2 separate regions of the Mus musculus genome follow, and region 2 is linked to region 1. A link is a contact called in public promoter capture Hi-C data. All regions are on one chromosome and are shown on one strand. The core of a region is the stretch at or near the end of the contact, and the rest is flanking DNA. Distances in the headings are between cores, read along the strand shown.

Evidence for each region. Promoter capture Hi-C pulls out the DNA fragments that hold promoters and counts their contacts.
Region 2: a promoter capture Hi-C map of the HPC-7 cell line shows a contact between it and region 1. The contact joins the enhancer-like site here to the promoter of Ddr1 in region 1. A contact is called at or near these places in 5 of 39 promoter capture datasets (the C10 cell line, the HPC-7 cell line, cranial neural crest and 1 more), 1 of 15 datasets of contacts at CTCF or cohesin (CD8 T cells), 2 of 484 Hi-C or Micro-C datasets (CD8 T cells and embryonic fibroblasts), 6 of 115 datasets of contacts at active chromatin or transcription factors (embryonic fibroblasts, embryonic stem cells, epiblast stem cells and 2 more) and 3 of 9 other capture datasets (adipose tissue, liver and pancreatic islet).

Annotation. Positions count from the first base shown.
Region 1 is chr17:35,699,195-35,701,900 of GRCm38.p6, forward strand. Ddr1 (discoidin domain receptor family, member 1) reads right to left here and starts at 1,396. Exons shown (of 18, transcript NM_001198833.1): 1 at 1,237-1,396. It overlaps LOC115488883 (a small nuclear RNA gene), which reads right to left and starts at 115; the gene lies at 9-115.
Region 2 is chr17:35,750,992-35,753,697 of GRCm38.p6, forward strand. No RefSeq gene overlaps it. Among named protein-coding and RNA genes, the nearest start is that of 4833427F10Rik, 20 kb to the right of the region's middle. Within about 2 kb of position 1,375, at least 117 of the 459 cell types and tissues checked have an H3K27ac peak or open chromatin away from gene starts, as enhancers often do. A contact at or near this core is called in CD8 T cells, the HPC-7 cell line, adipose tissue and 1 more, where this site is marked.

The DNA of each region.
Region 1 (2,706 bases), core at 146-2,645:
CATCATTTAAAAATTAAGGACCGTTCATGAATTTCCGTGTCATGCTTGTATAGGGGCCGCATTAGTCTTCTCTGTATCTTTCCAATTTTAGTATATGTGTTGCCGAAGCCAGCACCACTCCACACAGATCTTGACATCTTCTGTGTGTGCGTTTGATTTCTTTGTGTTGCTTTGGGGCGGGGAGAAGGACTGGTTAGTTGCTTGGGTTTTGTTGTCTCACTGTGTAGCCCTGGCTAGCCTGGAACTCAGAGAGATTCTCCTGCCTCTGCCACTCGAGTGCTGGAACTAAAGACCTGTACTCCTAACAGCAAGATAGTTGGTTGGGGTTTTTGTTTGTTTGTTTTGTTTTGTTTGAGACAAGGTCTCAAGTTCAACTACGATGCCAAGGAAGGCTGACCTTCAGTTCTTTATCACCAGAGGCTAATTACAGGTGTGTGCCACAAACCCCGAGGTAATCTATAAAGTCAGATCTCACCATTTAGCGAATACTAAACGGCAGACACAAGCTCCTATAATCAGAAGACAAAGTGAGCCACACGCAGGCCCTGAGGTACAGGATCCTCAGAGAACGGAGCCACCCACCCCCAAACATCCAGAGTGACTGAGCCAGAGGGAAGCCAAGAGCAGGCAGGAACAGGTGGGACTCAGGTGGGAAGAACAGCAAGAAAAACAAGGACCATCTCTCCCTGTTCTCAAGCATTCTACTGTGTGTGACCTGTCCCTACAGTGAGTGCCACACGAGTCTGGACACACCTCCATCCTTCTCAGCCACTCAGTTGTAGGCCAGCCGGGCGGTGGCTGGGAGAGGGGGTGCTGAAAAGAATTGCCTGGCCAGAAAGGGAGCCTGGGAGCGTTGCTCATTGGGCGGTGACCTCGTCTCTTGGCACAACCCGGCAACCACGGAGCGTGGCTGGTCTGGTAGGTTGGGCGTCAGGCTGGCTCCCTCTGGCCTGGGCAGCTTAACCGAGCATGTCCGTAAGCATGGCACCGGAGGTTGAGGGGTAGGCACCGATAGGATGACTCAGTGGGCTACATATGCGCGCACCTGTCCTCTTGGAGTTAGGTTCTCCCCTCACCCAAGAAAAGAGAGGTCCTCGCTCTCTTTTCGGAATAGTTTCTCGGAAAGTCAGGACCCTCTGCTTTGGATGGAGAGTCAAAATCCCGGGGCAGCAAACATAACTGGGGTTCCCCAACCCGCTCCCCTTGCCTCTTGCTCGTCCCCGCCTCAGTCCCTACCTCTCATGGCTCTCCGGGGCGGACCCGGGCGTCAGGCCCCGGCTTGGGGCCTCCTCGGCGGCGGGGCGCGGGAGGGGAGCGCAGGCGCCGGCGGGGCTCGGGTGTCGGGAGGCGGCTCCCGCGAGCAGCTGTCGGGGGCCTGTTCCGGGGAGAGGAGCCAGCGCGGGGCCGGATCGCGCCCAGGCGCCGCCTCCCCGCGCCCGTCCCCCGCCGGTACTCCCGCCCCGGCGCCCGCGCTCCCACGCCCGGCGCCGCCCCTCGCTCCTCTCCTAGTGCGGTACCCGCCCTGCAAGTGCTCCCCAGCGCGTAGCCTCCACTAGGTGATCCGCACGCCCATCCCCCGCCACCCCGATGCTGGGGTACAGCAGCACCATCAGGGGCCCGCTAAGCCCCCTAGGGACCCCGCGCGGTGGCTCGGGGGTGGGGAGAGTTGGCGCCGTCCCTCCTCCCCTTTTTCTGGGCTCGGTTCCTGGAGAGAGGGAGAGAAGCACGGAGAAGCGGCCCCAGGGCACGCAGGAAGGAACGGGTTCCCACAGGCCCAGCACCGGAGCGAGAGCTGCAGCCCGGCTGGGGGAAGGGAGCCGGGCTCACCTGTCTAGCCAGACCCTCTAGGTTCACACTCCACCCCATTTGTCACCATTTGGCACACACCCCTCCTCCGGATCCCAACCTAAATCACTCCCCCCATCCCCGCGCGCCCCAAGTCTGAGAGCCGGTCACACTCTTTTAGTCTCAACTTTTTTCTGTTCCCTTCTTCCAGAACCTCTCCCCAGCTTGGCAGCTCCCTCCTGTCTTCTCAGGATCCCTGAGATTCAAACCCCCAAGCTCCGGATCCCCCTGGGATCCCTGCTTCATCCAGGCTAACTCTGCAGTCTTTCTCAGGCAAGCCTCCCTCAGTCCCAGTCAGTCAGCTCGGTCCCTGGTGGAAGCCGCAGAGTCTGGCTTCTGGCAAGGAGAAGGGCAAAATGGAGCCAAGACGAGGTGGGGGTGGGGGAGGAAGATAGATAGGCGCCCTGAAAAATAAAGACACTGCCCAAAGCACAGGAACGCATGACCCAGGGATACAAGGAGACAATGAACGGAGAGAGCTGCTGAGCCATGGACCGGAGAGATAGAGGCAGGGAGGACAACAGAGCTAGTGTGGGAGTGTGGGAGGTGTTCCGTCCCATTCAGCACCACCTGTCATTCCTACCTCTCTCCAACGCCACCCCCCCCCCCATACCTGCCAAGTCCCCGGATAATGTCAGGTCACAGTAAAGTCTCCGGTCTCACCACCCGGTTACAAACACATCCCAACTGACTCAAAACTCACACCCAAAAAGCATTTCCAAAGAGTCTCAAGAAAGACACGAAGTCCAAACAAACCAAGACAAGTACACACAAAAAACCTACCAGGAAGATAAGCTGCCCCTAGGGAGAAGCCAAGGCAGGCTGGGTCTCCAGTTTACAAACCCAGGGACGTTCCAGCTG
Region 2 (2,706 bases), core at 125-2,624, 52 kb after region 1:
GATGCAAAGACCACAAAGGATGCTGCGGGCCTTGGTGTTCTGCATATGGCATGGCCATTGTAACCATGAGCACACAGCAGCTGACTGCCTTATTACTCACATGTGCCGGCACACAAGACACAAGGGGAAGAGGAGGACTAGGAAGAAGGAAGGGATCAGCAGGAGGAGGGAGGAGATGAGAGGTTATGAGGTGAATATGATCACAGTATAGTCACAATACACATCTATAATGTTCATCTATGAAGCTGTTAATTAAAAAATCAATACTTCCCTCTTTATTTTGCCACTATGCTATCTATCGCATACTTTCCTTAAATGCTTATTTTATAGGTTTTTATAACTTATTTTTGATGAGATATGTATTTGTGATGGGGGTGGATAGAGGTGCCATGGTGCTTGTGTGTAGAGATCAGAAGACAACTTTAGAGAGTCTCCTCCTCCTCCTCCTCCTCCTCCTCCTCCTTCTTCTTCTTCCTCTTCCTTGTTTTCTTTTTCCTCCTCTTCTCCTCCTCCTCCTTCTCCCTCTCATTCTTCTTTTCCTTCTTCTTCCTCCTCCTCCTCTCCTTCATCCCCTTTTCTTCCCCCCTCCTCCTCTCCTCTCCTTCCTCTTCTTCTTTGTGGTGCCTCAGTTTGAACAAAAGTGCTCACATAGGAGCAGCACTACTTGAAAGGATTGAGACACGTGGCCTTATTGGAGGAAGTGTGTCCTTGAGGGTGGGCTTTGACGCTTCAGAAGCTCCAGCCAGGCCCAGTGGCTCTCTCTCTCTCTCCCTCCCTTCATGCTGCTTGATGATCCAGATATATGACTCTCAGCTCCTCTCCAGTGCCATGTCTGCCTGTGGAGGGTCAGGCATTCAAGGCCAGTCCTGGCTGTATAGTAGTTTGAAGTCAGCCTGAGCTACAACAGACTTGATCTCAAAAGCACCACAACCAAACCCAATAGATAGGGGCTGGAGAGATGGCTCAGCGGTTAAGAGCATCACCTGCTCTTCCAGAGGTCCCGAGTTCAAGTCCCAGCAGCCACGTGGTAGCTCACAACCCTCTGTAATGGTGGTCTGATGGCCTCTTCTGGTGTGTCTGAAAAGAGCAATGGTCTACTCATATACATAAAATAAATGAGTAAATGTTTATTTAAAAAAACCAATAGATAATAAAAAATAATAACTCAATGACTTGTGGGAATCCTCCTGTCTCTACTTTCCATAGAGATTGTGAAGATTACAGGAGGGACCATCATGCTCTACTGGGCTGCTGCAGGGTGTAGCTAAGGGACTGAGCCCCTGCCTGTCATGCGTGAGGCTCTAGAGGGACAGAGACAGTAACACACAATAGAGTGTTCCTGCTGACACAGGCAGCTGGCACACACGCCCAAGCTTGGCAACAAGGAGCCCCTTTCACGATTTTATGTGAGTTAGAAAGAGCGGCTTCTTCCTTCCTTCCTCTGGGCAGGCAGCCCATGACCTAACCACACTGGTTAGCATTCAGCCCTGTTTACCAGACTTTGTTGGAGTTTGTGGGCAGGGTGGTACTGGTCCAACCTTCCTGGTGGCCCGGGTTATCTGTTGGGTCACATTTGAAACATGAAAGCATTTTCAGTTAGGGATGAGGGCTTTGGAAAAGAGGAGGAAGGGGCGTGGACAATCTTCTTCTCTGTGGCCTTCCTGTGATGTGTGGGCACAGGTCCACATTGCAGGATCACCCACAGCAGGGAGCCTCCAAGTGTTTCAGTAACAATTGTGCTTCCTAAAAATCGGCCAGTTGGCAAGCAGGGGGCTGGGGGTGGGGACTGGGACAGGGACTCTTACTACTCACAGTTCCTGAATTATATGCAAATCGCACCTTGGAAAACCCAACAAATAAACAGGAAACGTGGAGTTAAGTAACAAGAGGTTGATGGACTTCGAGGAAGTTTATGTGACCCCTACCCAACCCCACCCCCACCCGCGCAAAAAAAAAAAAAAAAATTGGCTGCAAAGCCTAGGTTCTGTGAGGGTAGCTCCCTTGTGATCTTGAGCAGGGAGCAAGCCTTCAGGGAGGTCAAGGCGGTGGGGAGAGGGATGGGGCTGGAGAGGACTGCAGATGTGGCATCCTTCTTCCCCACAGCCCAGCCCCGCTTCCTTTGTGTGTGTATATGTGTGTGGTGTGTGTGGGCGTGTGGATGTGTTCCTGATTGTGAGCACACGTGTGCATGCAGGTGCCTGTGCACGTGTGTGTGGAGGCCAGAGGTCGCTGTCAGGTGTCTTCCCTCAACCACTTCACCATCTTATATTTGACCCAGGGCTTCTCACCGCACCTGGAGATTTCAGGCATCCATGGCTACACCTTTAGATAAAGAGATGAGAGATGGGTAGGAAAATGAACTTTGTCTTCTAGAGGGGGGGGGGAAACCTCTTCAAGCTAAGAGATAATTCAGACTTTCTTTATATAATAGAGAGGCATAGAGAGACCCTCATCGGAGAGACCACCAGCCCAGCTTCTCTCACTACCAGCAGTGAGAACTGGGCTCCCTGAAGACAAACAACCAGAATTCGGGATTGTTATTTAATTTACAAAAATGTATGTGTATGGGTGTTTTCTCTGCATGTGTGGCTGTGTACCTCCTCCTTACAGTGTTTGTGGAGACCAGAAGGAGGTGGTGTTAGAGCCCCTAGAACTGGAGTTAAAGACAATTGGGAGCCACCATACGCGTACTGGGATCTGAACCTG